Regions from separate parts of the Mus musculus genome. Here all the other regions are linked to region 3. The links are chromatin contacts, called in public HiChIP or PLAC-seq maps. All regions are on one chromosome and are shown on one strand. Each heading gives the region's core, a stretch centred on a gene start, on an enhancer-like site or on the middle of the called end of the contact. The rest is flanking DNA. Distances are from core to core; before and after follow the strand shown.

The links. HiChIP or PLAC-seq counts read pairs in DNA pulled down with a chosen protein or histone mark.
Region 1: a contact with region 3 is called in an H3K27ac HiChIP or PLAC-seq map of acute myeloid leukemia, with 4 times the contacts expected there. The contact joins two enhancer-like sites. A contact is called at or near these places in 2 of 115 datasets of contacts at active chromatin or transcription factors (acute myeloid leukemia and differentiating embryonic stem cells).
Region 2: an H3K27ac HiChIP or PLAC-seq map of acute myeloid leukemia shows a contact between it and region 3, with 3 times the contacts expected there. The contact joins two enhancer-like sites.

What each region holds. Positions count from the first base shown.
Region 1 is chr8:128,646,520-128,650,186 of GRCm38.p6, forward strand. No RefSeq gene overlaps it. Among named protein-coding and RNA genes, the nearest start is that of Gm26002, 2.6 kb to the right of the region's middle. Within about 2 kb of position 1,347, at least 32 of the 459 cell types and tissues checked have an H3K27ac peak or open chromatin away from gene starts, as enhancers often do. A contact at or near this core is called in acute myeloid leukemia, where this site is marked.
Region 2 is chr8:128,558,178-128,561,548 of GRCm38.p6, forward strand. No RefSeq gene overlaps it. Among named protein-coding and RNA genes, the nearest start is that of Gm32643, 67 kb to the left of the region's middle. Within about 2 kb of position 1,289, at least 17 of the 459 cell types and tissues checked have an H3K27ac peak or open chromatin away from gene starts, as enhancers often do. A contact at or near this core is called in acute myeloid leukemia, where this site is marked.
Region 3 is chr8:127,788,093-127,791,549 of GRCm38.p6, forward strand. No RefSeq gene overlaps it. Among named protein-coding and RNA genes, the nearest start is that of Gm32590, 16 kb to the right of the region's middle. Within about 2 kb of position 1,334, at least 3 of the 459 cell types and tissues checked have an H3K27ac peak or open chromatin away from gene starts, as enhancers often do. A contact at or near this core is called in acute myeloid leukemia, where this site is marked.

The sequences.
Region 1 (3,667 bases), core at 97-2,596, 860 kb after region 3:
CAAGACATTGAGACGCAGTGTTCGGCGGATAAACACCAATACCACTTGCTCACTTTCCTCTTGAGCTAAGCTCACACCCTCATACTAAACTCTCCTAAGCTCGTTGGTGGCAGACACTCAGCTGTCCCTGACGTCATTCCACCCCTGGCTGACCACTTCCTTCAGAGTACAGGCCAGCTGCATGGAACCAGGCCTTGAGGCAATCTCTATGGGTTCAGTCCTGCTTCCAGGAGAAGACATTTATCCCAATACATGTCCTCAGGAATCCCTTCCAATTTCCCAGCCCTAGGAAAAGAACTGACATCTAGGAAGTAAGAATGCATGACTATGTCTAAATTTGATTAAGACAAATGCTGGATTTCAAACTCAGGACCAGGCATGGAGGGGGTTCTGATGGAGTCGAGGTTTCGGCCTGTCATGACTCACTTTATTCTTCCTCTTTCAAACCTATGATGTGGTGTCTGAGGTGTTTGCCTGACTTTAACCTGACTTATTCTGTATATACATATATTTGTTTAGGAGGCATGTAGTGGGTCTGAGCTCTGTGCTCCCTGGAAACAAGCCTAGATGCAACTGATTGACATTCTTCCACATGAAAAATCAGACCTAGTAGGAAATAAGGACAGGAAGAGCACTTTAGGAACAGGACCCGGGCCTGAGATGGGTGGTCCCCATGTGATTTCTATAGCTGTTTCCCTGACTATGGTGTTTAGCAAGAGCTCAGTTTTATGTGAATCCAGAGAATTCTTCTAGAACAAATACTCCAAGATTCCCTTATATTGTTCTGAGAGGCAATTTATGAATTCCTGGTTAACAGCACAGCATCAATTTAGATAACAGCACAACATCAATTTAGATAGCTCTTGCCTTTTGCTTCTTTCTTTCTTTTCTTTTCTTTTCTTCTTTTGTTTTCTTTTCTTTCCTTTTTTCTTTTTTCTTTTTTCTTTCTTTCTTTCTTTCTTTCTTTCTTTTTTTTTTTTTTTTTGTGAGTCTTATACATCTCAGGATAGCCTCAAACTCACTACACAGTCAAGGACGACCTTAACCTTCCGGCACTCTCACCTCTACCTACCTGTCCAGGGCTAGGATCTCAGGAATGAGTCACCACACCCAGTTTATGCAGTGCTGGGGCTAGAACCCAGAGTTTCACACATACTAGACAAGCACTGTAGCAGCTGAGCCCCAGGTAATTCGTTATTGAAAGAGTCCAGAACTTTATTTCATGCGGTTTTATTGTCATGCTCTAGTCTCCTGCTTCCATTGCTTCACTAGTAACTGTTGAAACCTGAGACAAGAGATAGCTGTGAGTACTTTCGTCAAAATGAGAGCTCTGGAGTCAGAATATGGGAAATGACTCAGTGTTCTGGAGTCAGACTCTTAGGACAAAACACTGACTCTACCTCCAGGAAGGCTCTTGGGTGAGGCACTGAACCTCTCTATGCCTCAGTTTCCTCCTCTGGCTGGAGAGATAGCTGAGGCATGAAGTTTGTATCATCTATAATCATCTATTTCCTTCTCATTTGCAACTGTCCCAGGAAACAGCCTCACCTCATACATTGGTGTTTGGCCATGTGACTTACCCAAATGGCTCAGGAACAGAGAAGACATTTGCTTCCTCCAAATAAATAGGGGATTTCACAGGTGTGGAACATTCTCACCAGCCTCTCATGATCTGACCCCCATGCTGAGGCCATTAGCAACTCCAATAAAGCAGTACCTTGAGTGTGGACAAGGAGACTGCTGGAGCAGATCCAAGATGAGTCAGTAGTTCTGAGAAGGTCCAGAAACATTGTAATTCCCTGAATTGAAAATAGCAAATAAGGGTCACTAGGTGGTGTTGGCACATGCCTTTAAAGGAAAGGCAGGTGGATCTTTGAGTTTGAGGCAAACCTGGCCTACAGAGTGAATTCCAGGACAATTGGTGCTACACAGAGAAACTCTGTCTTGAAAAACAAAAACAACAAAGAGTAAAAGGGTGTCAGACAAGACAACAATTATCTATTGCTATAAGCTCAGTTGTCAGTGCTTGCCTATCACGTACAATGCCCTGGGTTCAATATCTAGCAGCATCTAAATGGTGACCAGGTGTGGTGGTCCATTGTCTGTAATTCTAGCACACTGGAGATGGAGGCAGAAGAGTCATAGTTCTTTTTCTTTTGAGACAGGGGCTCATGTGTCCTAAGTGCTCTGAAATTTCACTATGTAGTCAAGTATGGCCTTGAACTTTCAATCTGTGAGCCATGTCACAGGCTTATTTTTAAACTTCCTGCCACTATTATCATGAACCTTTGTTATCTCATCTGGATGCTAATCTTTTAAATTTGTTAATATTTCTGACAAAATTTATATTTCATGAGACTTTTAGACTCATACATTTTTTTGACAGGGTTTCTCTGTGTTGCCCTAGCTGTCCTGGAACTCACTTTGTAGATCAGGCTGGCCTCAAACTCAGAAATCCGCTTGCCTCTACCTCTGACTCCCAAGTGTTGGGATTAAAGGCGTGCACCACCACTGCCCGGTGAGACTTTTAGACTCTTTGTGATCATTTCATTGGATGTATAATTATAAAAGTCATTTGATATATATTTATTGTTAGATTTCTAGGGAGGGTAAGTGGGGAAAGAGAGAGAGGAATACAGAGAGAAAAAGACTGGGGGTGGGGTACTGAGTCGAATCTAATTGTCCTTCAGACAAGAGCAGGCACAGAGCAGGCGCTGTCTGGAGCTATTAGATATCACATTGCAATAATCTGAGGTAAAAAGCTTCAGTCCTGTGTGACTACCTCAAAGGTTTCCATGGAAAGGGAATGTCTTGCCCTTCAAGAGAGTAGGCTTAGCTAATATGTGACCTTAGCTTTGTGACCAAGCTTTGTGACCAAGCTCGAGGAACAGACACTTGTAACTTATGCTATGTGTCAGGAACACTCTTTCTCTGGATAGGGGTATGAAACTCATGGAACAAGACAGCAGTCAGGCTGCCTGTAATTCTAGGGTGTCAAGAATGGGTGTGGGCTTGAGTATGAGAGTGGGACTTGCCCTGTCTCCAGCCCAATCTGATTAGGTTACCTTAAGGGTCTCGAATCACCAATATATACATTTTCTTGAACCAGTTCAGAGTACTGTACTGCTTTTTTGTTCAATTGCACATGTATAATCATTCTCTTTCAACTCTTGTTAGCTTCGAACAAGCAACTGTTACTTGGTTGGATGCCATTCATGTGGTCCCCTGAATCCTAAGTCCATGTGGCTATGACATTTTCACTTTCCTACCCAGTCATCCTTCCCTGAGATTCAACCTTTCAGGGTCCCAGCCAGGTGCCAGAAAACACACGCCTCCACAGAGAATTTTCTTGTTTGTTTTTGGTTCTAGGTTCCCATCTTTGACCTTGGGCCTTCTAGTCAGGAGCCCTACTACTGGGCTACTCAGGTCCTTTCAGCAGGATTCGATGCATTTATTCTGTACAAGTGAATGCAACACAAGACATTGGACAGAAAATGGATCCATCGTGATGGAGGGATTACATAACTCCCAGTGATTTTTAAAGCAACTGGGAAAGGGACGGAGATGTGACTGAATTGGTGGCATGTACTTTGAAGCCTAGGTTCACTCCTCAGCATCACATGAACTTGGAATGGGGGTGCTTGTCTGGGATTCCCAGCATCCACAC
Region 2 (3,371 bases), core at 39-2,538, 770 kb after region 3:
GGCATTCATGGGAACTGAAACTATGCTCCCTCCCCTCTCCTCCCTGAACATCTGACTTGGTGACAAGAGCACAGACACGCTCTGTCAGTCAACACCTCAGTTGTTTACTACCTCGGCTGGGAGAGGATGGGAGGAGTTTTATTTGGTCCTTAGAAAAAGATGCCTTGTGAATGTACTAGAGATGACCTGAGCACCTAGCACATCTGAACTCTGTTTTGCTCATTTAATTCAGTGGCACCTACTTTCTCCTGAAATGGTGAGCCAGCCTTAGCCTCTGCACAAGAATCTGGGCATGCGGTCCCTGCTCCAGATAAGTTATGTATGTACCTCTTGTTTCAAAACAAAATTCTTCTCTTATAGAACTCGTTCAACAAAGCTATAAAGAATATTTTCTTTGTAACTAAAACACACAATGATGACCACAGGAAAAAGTCCTTTCCCATGTATACCTTTAAACTCTCTTGGCTCCCCATGCTGAACTAAGTGTCTGAATCATTTCAACAAACTCAACTTCATAAGTTATGAAAAGTGTCTGTTCCAAGCCTCCACTGAGCATTAATAAGCCATGTTCCCCATAATGTTTCTAGGAAGAACCTTTAAAAAGCTGTCTGCTGTGAGTGAAAAAGGGAAGGCCTTACTTCTCCAGGCCTTGTGTCTAGGAAGTGTCCACTTCATACATGGTCACAAAAGGTTACTGGGAAGTAAGACCCTAGAATGGAAGATGAGTGGCACAAGGAAAATGGGAGGGGAAGGGGGGAGAAAGAGAGAGAAGAGGAAGGGAGAGAAAGAGAGAAAAAGGAAGAGGAGGAGACGGCAGGGAGTGAAGGAAGGAGGGAGAAAGAAGGGAGAGAGGGAAGGGGGAAGAAAGATTAATATGGAATAACAGCATCTTAGATAAAAGTTGAGGGATTTGATTGTCACTTCTGAAAAGAGTCCTGACAAAGGGGAGACTGACCCCCATGCAACCATCTTATAGATATACATCTATAGTGTGTGCACTTATAGATGATCTGGGTGGGGAGGATGTGGCATTTTGTTAGAACACAAGGACAGAACACAATGCACCATACAGCACATTAAGCAATCCCCTGGCAGACAGATACCTAAGGTCTATGAAAGCCAGCCACCAGACTGCGATGTAGCACAACAAGTTATTACACAGCCTAAGACTTCCAAACTGGTACTTTGGCTAGATAGTCTTGGACATAAGAAGAATTGTGTTGGTCATTCTATTAGTTATTAGAGACAGAGAGAGAACTCATTGACACAGATGGCTGGGTCTGTGGCTATGAAGATTGGGCAAGGCAGTATTACAGAGCTTCTGGTGAGCATATTGCCACACAGTACCTGACTCATATTTTTCCTCCATAATCATTAGAAAAGAATGAATTTTTGAAAGGGGGCAACACAATGGTCTTAGTAAGCCAGGGCTCTGCTGCCTACCATCTGTGACCACCCAGGCTTGCTGATAGAATATGCTTCATTCCTAAGCAGAGCCATAACTGCTTTACACATGAAACTACTGGCTACAGTCTGCAGCCCACAGCATGAGAATGGAATATCTTTGTTGGCATGTGGGGGGAGATGGTTAAATTAGAAGTATATTACAATTCTTATATGGGTCAATGAAACCTTCCTTTAAATAGTCCATAAAAATGGATTTTTCAGAAAAAACATACACAGTACTTCAACATACAATCTATAAGAGGTACATGCAAGGGTGTATGCATGTGTGATGGTCAGCCTCAGTTGTCTTTTTCAGGAGTCTTCTACCTTGTTCTTTGAGACAGGTTCTCTCACTGAGACCTGGAATCTCCAAGCAGGCTAAGCTCACTAGCAGTGACTACCGGGATTTTTCTGACTCCACCACACTTAGTTTGTTGCTGTTGTTTTGTTTTTAAATATCATTTCAGGGGTCAAACTCAGGTATTTTACCAACCAATCTATCTTCCTGCCTCTGAATGTTTTTAATATAAGATTAAAGATTAAAGCTTCAAGATACAGCTGAGTGGTAGAGCCTTCACCCAGTGTTTGCAAATAAGGTCCTAGATTCCATCCCTAGACTGCAAACAAAATGAAACCATGGATTCCCAGACAGGGATCAGAAGCCTGGACTGTGTTGCTGAGTTATGCTGGCTGTGGGGCTTTAAGAATGCCAGGGGAGCACTCATCCAGGTAAGCAACAGCCACAGCCCGAGCTCTTCAATCTCTTTCATTTTCATGCATTTGTGCATTGCAATGATAAGCCTCACACTGCATGCAACCTCCAACCTCATGTATAGAAACTAATTAGAATAAAAACTGAGTTTTCTATTCCAGGATGCGCTGTTCTGAAAGCTAATATTTACTTTTTAAAACAACAGGTGCCCCTAACAGCCTGTTGTGCCTTGGAGTCAAGTGTCTAAGGAACGGGGAAACTGCCATCTGAGAGCTGCTGACCACACTGGGTCTTTATGTCATGATCCTTCTTCATTTCTTTTCCTTCTGAATTTTCAAGCTGCTTATCAGGGTAAGTCAGCAGTGTGGGGCCCCTTCCTTCTCTCTGCAGAAGGATTTCACATGGCAAGCTGGAATTTCCTTTATTTAATATGCTTGAAAAATCTACAATGCTCTCACTGATTTCTTCCTAAAGTAGGGGTATCCAGTCCCACAGTCATCACTGACAAGATGCTCAGTGTAGGCTCTACACAGCACCATAGTAATTTATATTTCTCGGGGGAGGAGTAAACGCTGACAATTTCTGTCATGCAGAACCTGAACAGCCAGCAGAGCTCAGAACACCCAATGTGTTCAGGAAACGGTGTAAAGGACCCAGCCATGGCCAGAATAGCTAAGCACATGTCAGACAATTACTGAGGTGAGATGATAATCATGAATTAGAAAAGACAATAAAAAAGGGCTGGAAAGAATGGCTAAGTTGATAAAGTACCTGCAATCAAAGCATAAAGACCTGTGTTTTATCCCCAGAACCCAAGCAAAAGCAATCACAGTCCTACACATTTGTAACCCCAACCCTGGTAGCCAGAGAGGGCAGGATGATAGGGGGACTCCTGGACCTCAATGACAAGCCATTCTGGCTAGCCAAATTGATGAACTCCAGGTCCAATTGAGACCTTGCCTCAAAAATGAGGGTAGAGAACGGCTGAGGAAGATACCCAGTGCCAACTTCTGAACTCCATATACAAGTATGCATTCACATTCACAACACATGCACACACATACACACACACCACAGAGAGAGATGGGGAGATTAAGGGAGGGAGGGAGGGAGGGAGGGAGGGAGGGAGGGAGGGAGGGAGGGAGGAAGAGAAGAGAAGAGAAGAGAAGAGAAGAGAAGAGAAGAGAAGAGAAGAGAAGAGAAGAGAAGAGAA
Region 3 (3,457 bases), core at 84-2,583:
ATTCATTTGGCCTTAATCTCTGTGTTCTTGTACACAGTTCCTGAAACCTATGGAATCTCAAAAATGTAAGTATCTGTGTATATAATCAGAGATGCCTAATGGAACTATCTTGTAACTAGAGGATTGGAACATCTAGTATCCTCCCTTCTAACCCTAGCCATCATCTGCCAACAACAAAGTAGGTTGAATTGGCCACCGATGGTCAACTTAGTCACAATGGAGCCTCCTCAGGATGCAAGGTAAGGGACTTATGGAACTTCTTTGTTGTTGAACCTATGGGGTGCTGGAAGGAACATGGCTTGTAGGGAGCCTGTGTATCTGACACCCTTCCTTCATACTTTGCTATGATAATAAATATGTGATATGTCTCCTAAGGCCCGTGACTTAAAGCTTTGGTCTTCAGCTAGGTGGATATTTTAAGAGTTAGGACTTTGTGGGGAGAGCTTAGGTCACTGGAGGGTGCTCTCATGGGGAATTATGGGACCCCAGTCTCTTCATCACTCTCTTTTGCTTCCCCACTATTAAGTGAGTGCTTTTACTCCATTCTATATTCCAATCATGAGGAACAGTCTCACTCAAATCCACAGAGCCAAGACAAAACTCTCTACAAATTGATCATCTCAGCCACATGTGATAGAAAGCTGACACACCTGCCTTAGGTACTGTTCATTTGGATTTTCTCTGTGTCCTTTGCTGTACCCCCCTGTAACTGGCTGACATGAGTAAAAACTATACCGTAGGTGACCCAGTGGTCACCAAGGCTCCTTTCTCATATTTGATTACCTCATAGGCAAGTCCTAGTTGTATACCTGATTCTCAGAAAGGTTTTTGAGAGACCGCTTCTAATTCCCCACATCATAAAGTGTTTCCAACTCGAATCACAAGAAGCAATACAAATTTCTGATGCCCAGCGGAGAAAACAGACACAATATTAACTACAGTCAGAAGGGATCCGTCAGCCCAGTAGTTTGTCCCATAGCTCATTAGAGGGATAGGTAGGACCAGTGTGAAGATGGGTTATGTCAGAATCTGATCTGCTATGTGGGACTCGAGCTTCAGGGGAGTTGAAAGTGGAAATATTTATTAAGTTGTGAACTTGGTGATAACTCATGCCTAGCGCATCTCCTACTTCACTCCCCAGTGTGTGTAGGGACATCAATGAATACCAACAAGGATGGGAGACCCACCAGGGGCTAGGATGCAGCAGTAGGGGAATATCCGAATGGAGAGAGAAAGAAGGGTGAGTTTAATTAGCTTGAGGTCTTTGGGCTTGGTCAAACTGTCCTAGCTCAGAGGGAGGTGAGCAGGAAGGAAATGTGGGCGCCTACTCCCTGACAGGAAACAAAATTTCGAAATCTCCATTAATTTTTTTGGTTTTTCTTTTCCTCTCCCCACAACTTTGTCATCTGACTTTGGCATCCGCTCTTCCAGACCCTTAAAGTGAGGCCACCTGTGCGTGTTGAGAACATGTGCTTTGAATCTTCTCAGAAGTTCTGCCTAGAATCAGGAAAGTTTTAACAGTGGAGTCTGCCCAAGAACCTCCAGCTACTTGAAGAATATGACCACAGTTGACAAAGGTAGTCATTGGGCTGAGAATTGACCTTGCTCAAGGACAATTCAAAGCCAGGCATATTTGATACTTGGAGTACATTTCTGACACGGTAAATCACTTCTTTAACTGAGGACTACAATATTCAGGAGAATCTTTCCCCAACTAGTATGTTCTTGTTATATTCATGTTGTGCTCCTGGCTGACCTTGGTAAAGGGATAGTGAGAAGGGCCCTTGGGCCATCTACATGTTGATGACCAAGAATGCATCATCAACATTCACAACATTTGTAGAGAGTGGCTTCATGAAGCATGCTCCTGATCTGGACAAAAGGACATGGGGACTCTAGATGTAGATACTGATAACTGGTCAGGCTCAAAAAAACTCTCTGAGACAAAGGGATAAGGGATTCCCTACATCTTCTTAGTGCCCCATTGTCTAGATAAGTTCCATACCCGGATTGCCCACTATTCCCACTTTGAAAATCCAAATCAATATGGATGAGAACTCGCAATTGACAAAGTTTAAAATTGCCAAAATAGTAACATCAACAAGACCAATAAAAAGTAAAACCAGTTTGAGCCCCACACAGAAGTAAAGCACAGCATTGTGGTTTATGTCTGATTCTAACACATACTCCCAGAAAGCCAAAAGACCAGAAAGCCAAGTGTGATCAAAGTTCTTGACACTTACAGAACAAAACAGCAACCATTAGCTTAGGCTGAAACACATTTACAGAGGGTCTTGTAGAGGATCAGATGTCCTTTCTTTGGGCTGCTTGAGTAGGACACACTTGTGGTCTAGTAGATTTGTATTCTTTGATATCACATAAATGTCCATCCCAGTTGGGTGTGCATGTGTCCCTTCATTCAAGTGTGTATGGAGGCCAGAGGATAATCTCAGCTATTATTTTTCAGGGGAAATCTGCATCATTATTCTTTTAAATTTAGGATTTTTAATTTTTTTTTCTTTTTTTCGAGACAGGGTTTCTCTGTATAGCCCTGGCTGTCCTGGAACTCACTCTGTAGACTCGGCTGGCCTCAAACTCAGTAATCTGCCTGCCTCTGCCTCCCAAGTGCTGGAATTAAAGGCATGTGCCACCACTGCCCAGCTAGATTTTTTTTAATCTTATGCACATGAATGTTTACTTACTTATAGGCATGAAAACTACTACTGTGCCTATTGGCCACAGAGTCCAGAAGACGTCTTTAGAACTCCTGGAACTAGAGCTACAGACAGTTGTAAGCTACTAAGGAGTGTTGAGAATCAAGTCTGGGAACTCTGGAACTATTAATCACTGAGCTATCTATCTATCTAGCACCCATCTTGTCTTTTGAAATAGTGTCTTTTGCTGACCTAAAGCTTGCTGTGGTTAGGCTAAGCTGGCTGGCCAGGGAGCTCCAGGAATCCTCCCATCTCTACCTCTCCAGATTGTGGACAGTGCCTGCCATCATGCCTTCCTCTTTATACACTTGGAGTCTCATGCTTGCAGGGCAATCATTTTGTAAACTGAGCTGTCACTCCAACCCATGCAGGAGACTTTTGATAGATATTTAAAGTTCATAACATAGAAATCTGATAAGTAAAATATATTCTTGTTCCTGAATGGTAAAAGGAAGAGTCTTCAGATCCTACGAAATAACATCCTTTTTTTGCCCATAATTTCATTTGATATTGCTTCTTTTCCTGTTTTCTTGGGCATTGCTCCTTGTCCAGATCCACCTGTTTATTTATAAAAGCTTGTTAAATGCTGGGAGCCGCACAGGCTGAGCAGTTGCAGAGGCGGGGGAGGGACAGGGGACAAAGGACTTTTCAGGCTTGTCTTCTGTTCAGGAAAGCTGTCATTATTTTTCTCTTAGAATTTTAAGCTCATGTGTCAAGCAAAGAAAACGACCCAGCTCTTCTGT